Regions from separate parts of the Hordeum vulgare genome. Here region 1 is linked to region 2. A link is a contact called in public Hi-C data. All regions are on one chromosome and are shown on one strand. The core of a region is the stretch at or near the end of the contact, and the rest is flanking DNA. Distances in the headings are between cores, read along the strand shown.

Region 1 (3,709 bases), core at 299-2,798, 460 kb before region 2:
GCATAAACAGCGAATATGCCAATTCCAGGAACGAGTGGGTTCCGGTTCCTTAAATCAACCAAACACGATAATCAGCCCTAGGAACGGAACCGTGCTGTTCCACTTGGTGACAGAAACCAAACACACCCTAAGTGCAACATGTGACTGTGACAAAGGGGTATGTAACTTATATATTCATCTGAATGACAATGAAATCCCAACCATTAAATCTATAAACATGGGAACAATAGAGGCTTGGACAGATGAACTACCAAATATGGAACAGACAAAAATATAAACTATACACTGACTTTTTAGTAGAGTTCAAACCTTAGTTATCTAGTATTAGTGGTACCATAAAATGGTTCTATGGTATCTTTATGTGATTGGTACCGTCATATTTTACTTTCGGCAATGCAAATCTTGTCGTTGCAAAGTTTCTCCTAGCGGAGTATTAATGTAATCAAGATATAATCAAAGCAATCCCTTCAAACGAACCAAGAGGTATATAGCTGAGCTTGAACAATGAAACAAAGTGTACCTTGTTTCTTATGATGCTACCAATCTTGATAATATCACAGTTCATCTCATCATTGAGCACTTTAATTGCCTGCAGGGAAACACAATAGAAGTTCATGGATGAAACCACTCCGGAACAAGGCGTCAAGGTGTGTTGGTGACATAACAATAGGTGCACGCACAAGTAGATCACATGTGGCAAATGAAACAATTGGACATGAACACCATGAGCAACTGTCCCTCACAATTTCAATACAGCCTCCAATAAGCATAGGACAGAAACTGGATAACAGTTAAAGGGCTTGGTAACAGAAACAAGGCATACTTGGGGTGCAGGGACACTTCGTGACAAGAGTTTTATCAGGTCCCTGGCCTTGAGAATAATGTAGGGATCCTTGGTCTTCCTGGTGGTGGTAACCGTCATGGATCCCTCCACCTATGCGCAAAATCAATATAAATACAGCAGAATCGTGTCACTACTTCAAATCAAGAACACTCCAAGGTCCAAACAACCGTAACTACTGACTAGTGGCATACCAGATTGAGCTCGCATGAGACTCCAAACTCCTTCAGCGCGCCCTTCACGATCGGCCACGTCTCCTGCAGATACTTCTCTGCACCCCCAAACAACAAGCCGTGTCAATCCACGGATTCAGCAGATCAGGTAACTACAGCGAACCCCCAACGAATCGCACGAGGGTGAGGTGAGGGTGAGGACGGGATTGGGCACCTCGGTACTGGGGGAAGAGGGTGGAGAAGGAGCTGACTTCCAGCAGGCCGCCCTCGTTCCAGGAGGGGTCGAACTTCTCCACCGTCCAGCGGTCGATGGTGGGGTCATCGTCCCACGGCTTCTCCTTCTCGTGCTTCCCCTTCCGCCGCCAGTTCTTCCCCTCCGTGGCTTCCGCCGCCGCGCTCGCTTCGCCCGCCGACGCCATGGCGGCCGGCAGGGCTAGGATTTTAGGTGGGTTTCGAGGGAAAGGGGGTCGAGGAGGCGGTGGCGCCCAGGCTGCGAATTAGGGTTGATGATTGTGTTGCCGCCGATGGGAGGGGACGAGGGTGAGGGGGGATTAAATGAGTGGGGAGGGCTTGGGCCTTGGGCCTTCTGGGTTTCGGCCCGCCGCTCGAAAAATAAAAGCCCGGCTTTGCTGTCTGATATATATCCGTTCAAGAGAAAATCCGTTCCTTCTGCTTTTCAGGTGCTACTCCTTCACTATGCTCAAAAAATTCATAAAAACGTGCTCCTCCTTCGCGGAGCAGACAGCAGAGGTTGCGGTGGCGCATGTAGGTCACGAGATGAGAAGGAACACGAGGAGGAAAGTGTGATAAAGAGTGAACACCAACAGCGACAAGAACGACGCCATGTAGGCAGCGGAACGACAGTGGCAGCGGCGGCGCACCTAGGGCTCCCCTAACCATATTTTCTATTTTTAGTTACTGGTTTTTTCCTCTCTTTTTCTTCCAATTCAAAAACTGTATGAATTTTTCAAAAAATGTGTGGAATTTTAAAACCTGCTTTAAAAAACAAAAAATGTTCGGATATTGAAAACTTTCTCAAAAAATAGAAGAACAAATTTTCAGAAAAAAATATTGCATTTTACAAAAAAGTTGGAATTCCATAAGTTGTTCGTAAATAAAATTAAAATGGTCAGAATTTCCAGAAGTGTTTGTTTTCCCAAAAATGAAATTTTATAAAATGTTCATAATTTTCCAAAATTGCTCGCGCTTCCAAAAATGAAAATAAATCATGTTTCAAAATTGTTCGCAAATGTTTCATAAATATGCTTTTTCAGAAAGAAAAAAAATGATACAGTCTGCGCTGCTTGTTAGATACAATGAGCGCCCAATAGGATCTTCCAAGAGAAAATGATATGACGCATTAAGTGTCAAACTGTCAACCATTCGCACAGGCTATCGACGGCGACCGATATATTGAGCGGGAACGGGCACGCCTGACTAGGACTTGCAGAGGCCACTCCCTCCCTCTTTCTTCGAGGGAAAAGTCAGTGTGCAAAGGTAGTGGATTCAGTTAACAAATTTGACAACTCATTCGGGCCCAATACATAAGCGACACGCTAATTTTTGCTCAGAATAGTGTGTCCCATGCATGGAACGAGAGGCTGCACTTCTGAAACATTTATCTTTTTTTCTAAATTAACTTCTAAAACATTTATCGATAATCAAATTTGTACACCTCTACTAGTAGTAGTGTGACTAGTGTCACTACTCTGGTTTAGTTACCGTATTTTATTTAAAATTTTGGGAGAAATTCATTTTCAAAAATTATTGGCACAGACAAGATAGGACGCAGCTTCAGTGACTTTGTGAAGTGAAGTCACGCTGCGCCTTAGCCCCCAACGTCCATCACTCATTCTAGATATAACAGTCAGGATTCATGCAAGTCAAAAAAACACCAATACTTAATAGCTTTCAGCTTGCAAGGATGCACTGGAAACTCCAACCTGAATATTTTCACGCAAAATTTATTTCATCGCTGAATGTAATATGAAACGAAAAACAGAAACGGTTGCAAAATGCAAAAACCACTCCCATTAGACAAGGGAAAAAAATGAACAACATAACATTGAAATTTGCAAGCATTTAGCATTCAGTGTCTCTATAGCATATCATTGAAATTTTAAAAGTATAAAATATTGAAAGTATGAAACAACCAGGGAAGGAAAAAATAACCAACGTAGCATTGAAATTTGCAAGCGTTCAACATTCAGTATTTGAACGAGCCAGAGGATGCCCCCCAATAAATCTTGAGTGTTGGATGTTGGGGGCTGAGGCGCAACGTGACTTCACTTCACAAAGTCACTGTTGCGTCCAACAAGGTGTGCCTCTGGAATTTCATTGTAATTAGTGGTTGTAGAAGCTACTTTGTTATCTTTTATATTTTTTATTCAAAGCATTGTACCTATAACTATTCTCATGTTTGAATAAACTTACAGATACATATTTATTATTAAAAAAAAAAGAGGAGTGAGAGATTTTTTTGAAGCATATTTTTTTGCCATAGAACTAACCATCGTTCACAACAATATCGCTGGCCATCAAGTCTTGTAGGAAGGTACGAGCATCATCCACGAAAGTAGCTTTGTACACCTGTTTTGTGCAAAACTGCATAATAAGGACATAAGGTACGATACGTTGAAAGGGAGATAAAGCAACAATATCAGTCAGACATTCAGCCATTTATATTAGAGGGTAA
Region 2 (3,453 bases), core at 855-3,354:
AACTATATATCATATATGTGTGGTGAATTATATAAATGTGATGTCAAATATATATATATATATATGTGCTGTGAAATAATATATAACAAAAAAAAACAGGTACTATATGGGCTCTTTGTCGTCTGCCAGCTGATGGCAAAGACCTGTGCAATCAGCTGGCAGAGGGCAAAGGTGCCACATGGCACCCAGCTGTGCATCCTGGGGTGTCTATATAGGCTCTTTGCCGTCTGCCTCCAGGGTGGGCAGACGACAAAGAAGAGGGAACAGAGGAGGGGGGATGAGGAGGCAGACGGCAAAGAGTGGAGGGGGGAGGAGGAGGAGGCAGATGGCAAAGAATAAGGGGGAGGCAGACGACAAAGAATAAGGGGGAGGCATACGACAAAGAATAAGGGGGAGGCAGACGGCAAAGCCTCCGTTAACCCCTAACGGAGGCAACGCCTGTCGGCTGCCGTCTCGAACACTTTGCCGACTGCTCCTAAGGAAAGCTGACGGCAAAGAGCTTTGCCGTCCGCTTTGGGGGGACAGACGGCAAAGAAGGTCCTATGCTGTCGTAGGCTGACGCAGAAATTTTGCCGGCCGTGAGATTCTTTGCCATCTGTGGTTTTCTCTTTGCCGTCCGGGATTTAGTCTTTGCCGTCTGTGATGGCAGACGGCAAAGAAGCTGATTCCTGTAGTGTAGGGACAGTGTGTTGTCTATGTATCCACACATGTATTTGAGGTTCCAATCAATACAATTCTAGCATGGATAATAAACGATTATCATGAACAAGGAAATATACTAAGTAATAATCAATTTATTATTGCCTCTAGGGCATATTTCCAACAGACGGTGACCGAGCGACACGACACTGTGGCTACACAGTGCCAACCATTCAAAGATGCCATAGGCGCGTGGCTATATTTATAGTTAGTCGACGGGCCCCTCCAACAACGGGACCCTGCAACCGGTGGGCCCTACCTTCGACGAGACTTGGCAACCAACAGGGCCCAGAACAGGCTAGAGAGACTGCCTGCCGATGCCCACCCCCCTTTTCTGTCACACAGTGTAAGCTGGGGTTGACCAATAACCCCCCCCCCCAGCCCCCCTCCTCGTTGAGGGGTTGCTTGGAACTTTCTCAAACACACACCCACACACCCACACCAAACGGGAGATGCAAGAAGGGAGTGCTAGCTCCTTCTTCCTCCTCCGGCGTACCGCTCAAAGAGCACCATTGTACTACTCATCCCTCATATATTTTATCAAACATGACTAGGGTTGTTACCTTCCACGGAGGGTCCCGAACCTGGGTACATCGTGTGTCTCGCACCTCTTATCCCCAATCTCGCTCCCGAAACCCACCAGCATCCTTTGGCCCCGACCACACTAGTTAAGCATCCCATGACATCTCTCGTGAGAACACCACGACAATGTTAGGACCGTGAGTATATCGACCAGAGGGGGATCAATGAGATTAAAATTTCTTTCGAAACTTCAAAGAAAAACCAAACACAACAGTGGAATAAACTAGATAGTCATTGCACCAAAGAGAATCACATGGAAATATAACTGAATGATAATATAGCGAGTGATACTAGACAAATCTATCTAAGCAAGATGCGATGATCTTCTGCGTATAGTAGCACAAGACTTTCACCAAGACGATGGAAGCACAATATGACGAAGGTGTTGTCCTCCGTGATGGTAGCCTCCTGTTGTGTGACAACGGCGAAGGGCAGTCATGACGACTGTTGTTTTAAGGTTGTCAGCCTCCACCTTTCTGTGGCTAGCCCTCTTGGACGATTGCACGATTCGCTACACGTCCGTCTGCCCCTTCTTCTTGGTGGACGATGCCGTTTTACGGATGGCGTGGGGCTTGTCGATGGTGGAGGCTAGGGAGGCTAAGCCGGCAATGACGTCGAGCATCGATGCGTCGTCCGTGGCGAGCGGCCGAGAGTGCGAGGAGGTGGTAGTGCTTGTCTATGACTATGGCGAATGCGTCACCGCAGGGGATCAAACAGGGCCCGCACGACAGGCGTCCACAGCAGCCAACGAACGAGCCAAACCAAACCCCAATCCATTCCACGGGCAGATACGTCTCTGCCTCTGCGACGCGCGTGGCGCCACGACGCCTCTCTTGGGCGCACCAGCAGCATAACACACAGACATGGCGGCACCGCGTCGCACTCGCGCCCCCCTCCTAACCGCCGCCGCCCGCCCGTCCCCCCTTCCATGGCCACCCTCGCGCCACGCCCCGACCTACTCCTCGTCGCTCTGAGAAGGTCCCGCGCTAGGACGCTTCGCGCCCGCGCCGCCGCCGCCCCACGTGCCCGCCGCCCTCCGGTGCCGCCGCAGGCAGCGCGGCGCGTCTTCCTCGGCCTCGGCGCCGCTTTCGTCGACCAGCTCGCCCGCATGGCCTCCGGTGGTGCCCCATCCCGCTCGTTCGTGGCCGCGGCGCGGCCAAGGCAGGGGGTTTCCCCTGTCGAACAGGTTCGTCTTCGTCGTATGCGTCACCCTTTCTCTGCTTCCTCCTAGAGTCCTAGTGCGCCGCCGTGCGCGCGGCGGGGCACCGGCATGCCTTCAGAGCTGTGCGAACTGTCTTTCGTGCTTCGCAGATTTTGAAGGATGTCGAGTGGCCGGACGAGTTCCCTTTCAAGCCCGAAGACTTCAGCCGCTTCGACGAGTAAGTGGCAGAGCACACTTTCCGGGATTCCTTAGCCAGTGGCTTATGATTCTTTGCTACTTCTTATATCTATTTGTATGATCTGATGCCCCGATGATGTATGATGCGTTCTTGCTACTTGGCAGGTCATCAGATACTGAGTTCTACTCAGCTCCCCGTTTTGTGACGCACATTGATGACCAAGCAATCAGGGCGCTCACAAAGTACTACTCGCAAGCTCTTCCTCCAAGCAACACTCCTGGCGTGGCCATCCTGGACATGTGCAGTAGCTGGGTGGGTAGGAATTTGGAGTTCGCATGTTATCACGCTCATCTCAACGTTTTCTTGCCAAGTGGCTTACTGGTTTCCGCTTTATCCAGGTGAGCCATTATCCAGCCGGGTACAAGCAAGAGAAGATCGTAGGGATGGGTATGAATGAAGACGAGCTGAAGAAGAATCCGGTACCGCTTCCTTACTAAATTAGTGTGATTTTGGACATTTGGTCTGCTATTCTCTTTTTCAGTTACAAGATTACAGCAACAGCTGTTAAAGCATTATGGATTGAGCAACATGTCCTTGATTTGTATTTTGTTTTGGATTGAGCAACATGGCTTGGTTTTTATTTTATTTTGGATTGAGCAACAGTTGACTCAGTTGGTGAATTATGCTGCATTCTGATTCTCCTGATGGTTTTTGAGATAGTAGTCATATGACTGATGATGACTGTAGTATATGTAGTATCTATGTTGCTACAGAAGAAATGACTGTTCAGACAAAGAAACCTTTTCTGGTGGTAATAGGATAAAAGTTAAGA

What was found. Hi-C and Micro-C count contacts between places; a contact is called where the count stands out from the background.
Region 1: a Hi-C map of seedling shows a contact between it and region 2, with 10 times the contacts expected there. The contact joins the promoter of LOC123444261 here to the promoter of LOC123444259 in region 2. A contact is called at or near these places in 2 of 6 Hi-C or Micro-C datasets (leaf and seedling).

Annotation. Positions count from the first base shown.
Region 1 is chr3H:460,996,852-461,000,560 of MorexV3_pseudomolecules_assembly, reverse strand. It overlaps LOC123444261 (KRR1 small subunit processome component homolog), which reads right to left and starts at 1,548. Exons shown (of 12, transcript XM_045120927.1): 1 at 1,229-1,548; 2 at 1,036-1,112; 3 at 824-934; 4 at 521-589. The coding sequence starts at 1,433.
Region 2 is chr3H:460,535,987-460,539,439 of MorexV3_pseudomolecules_assembly, reverse strand. It overlaps LOC123444259, which reads left to right and starts at 2,104. Exons shown (of 8, transcript XM_045120924.1): 1 at 2,104-2,467; 2 at 2,593-2,660; 3 at 2,786-2,933; 4 at 3,020-3,100. The coding sequence starts at 2,210.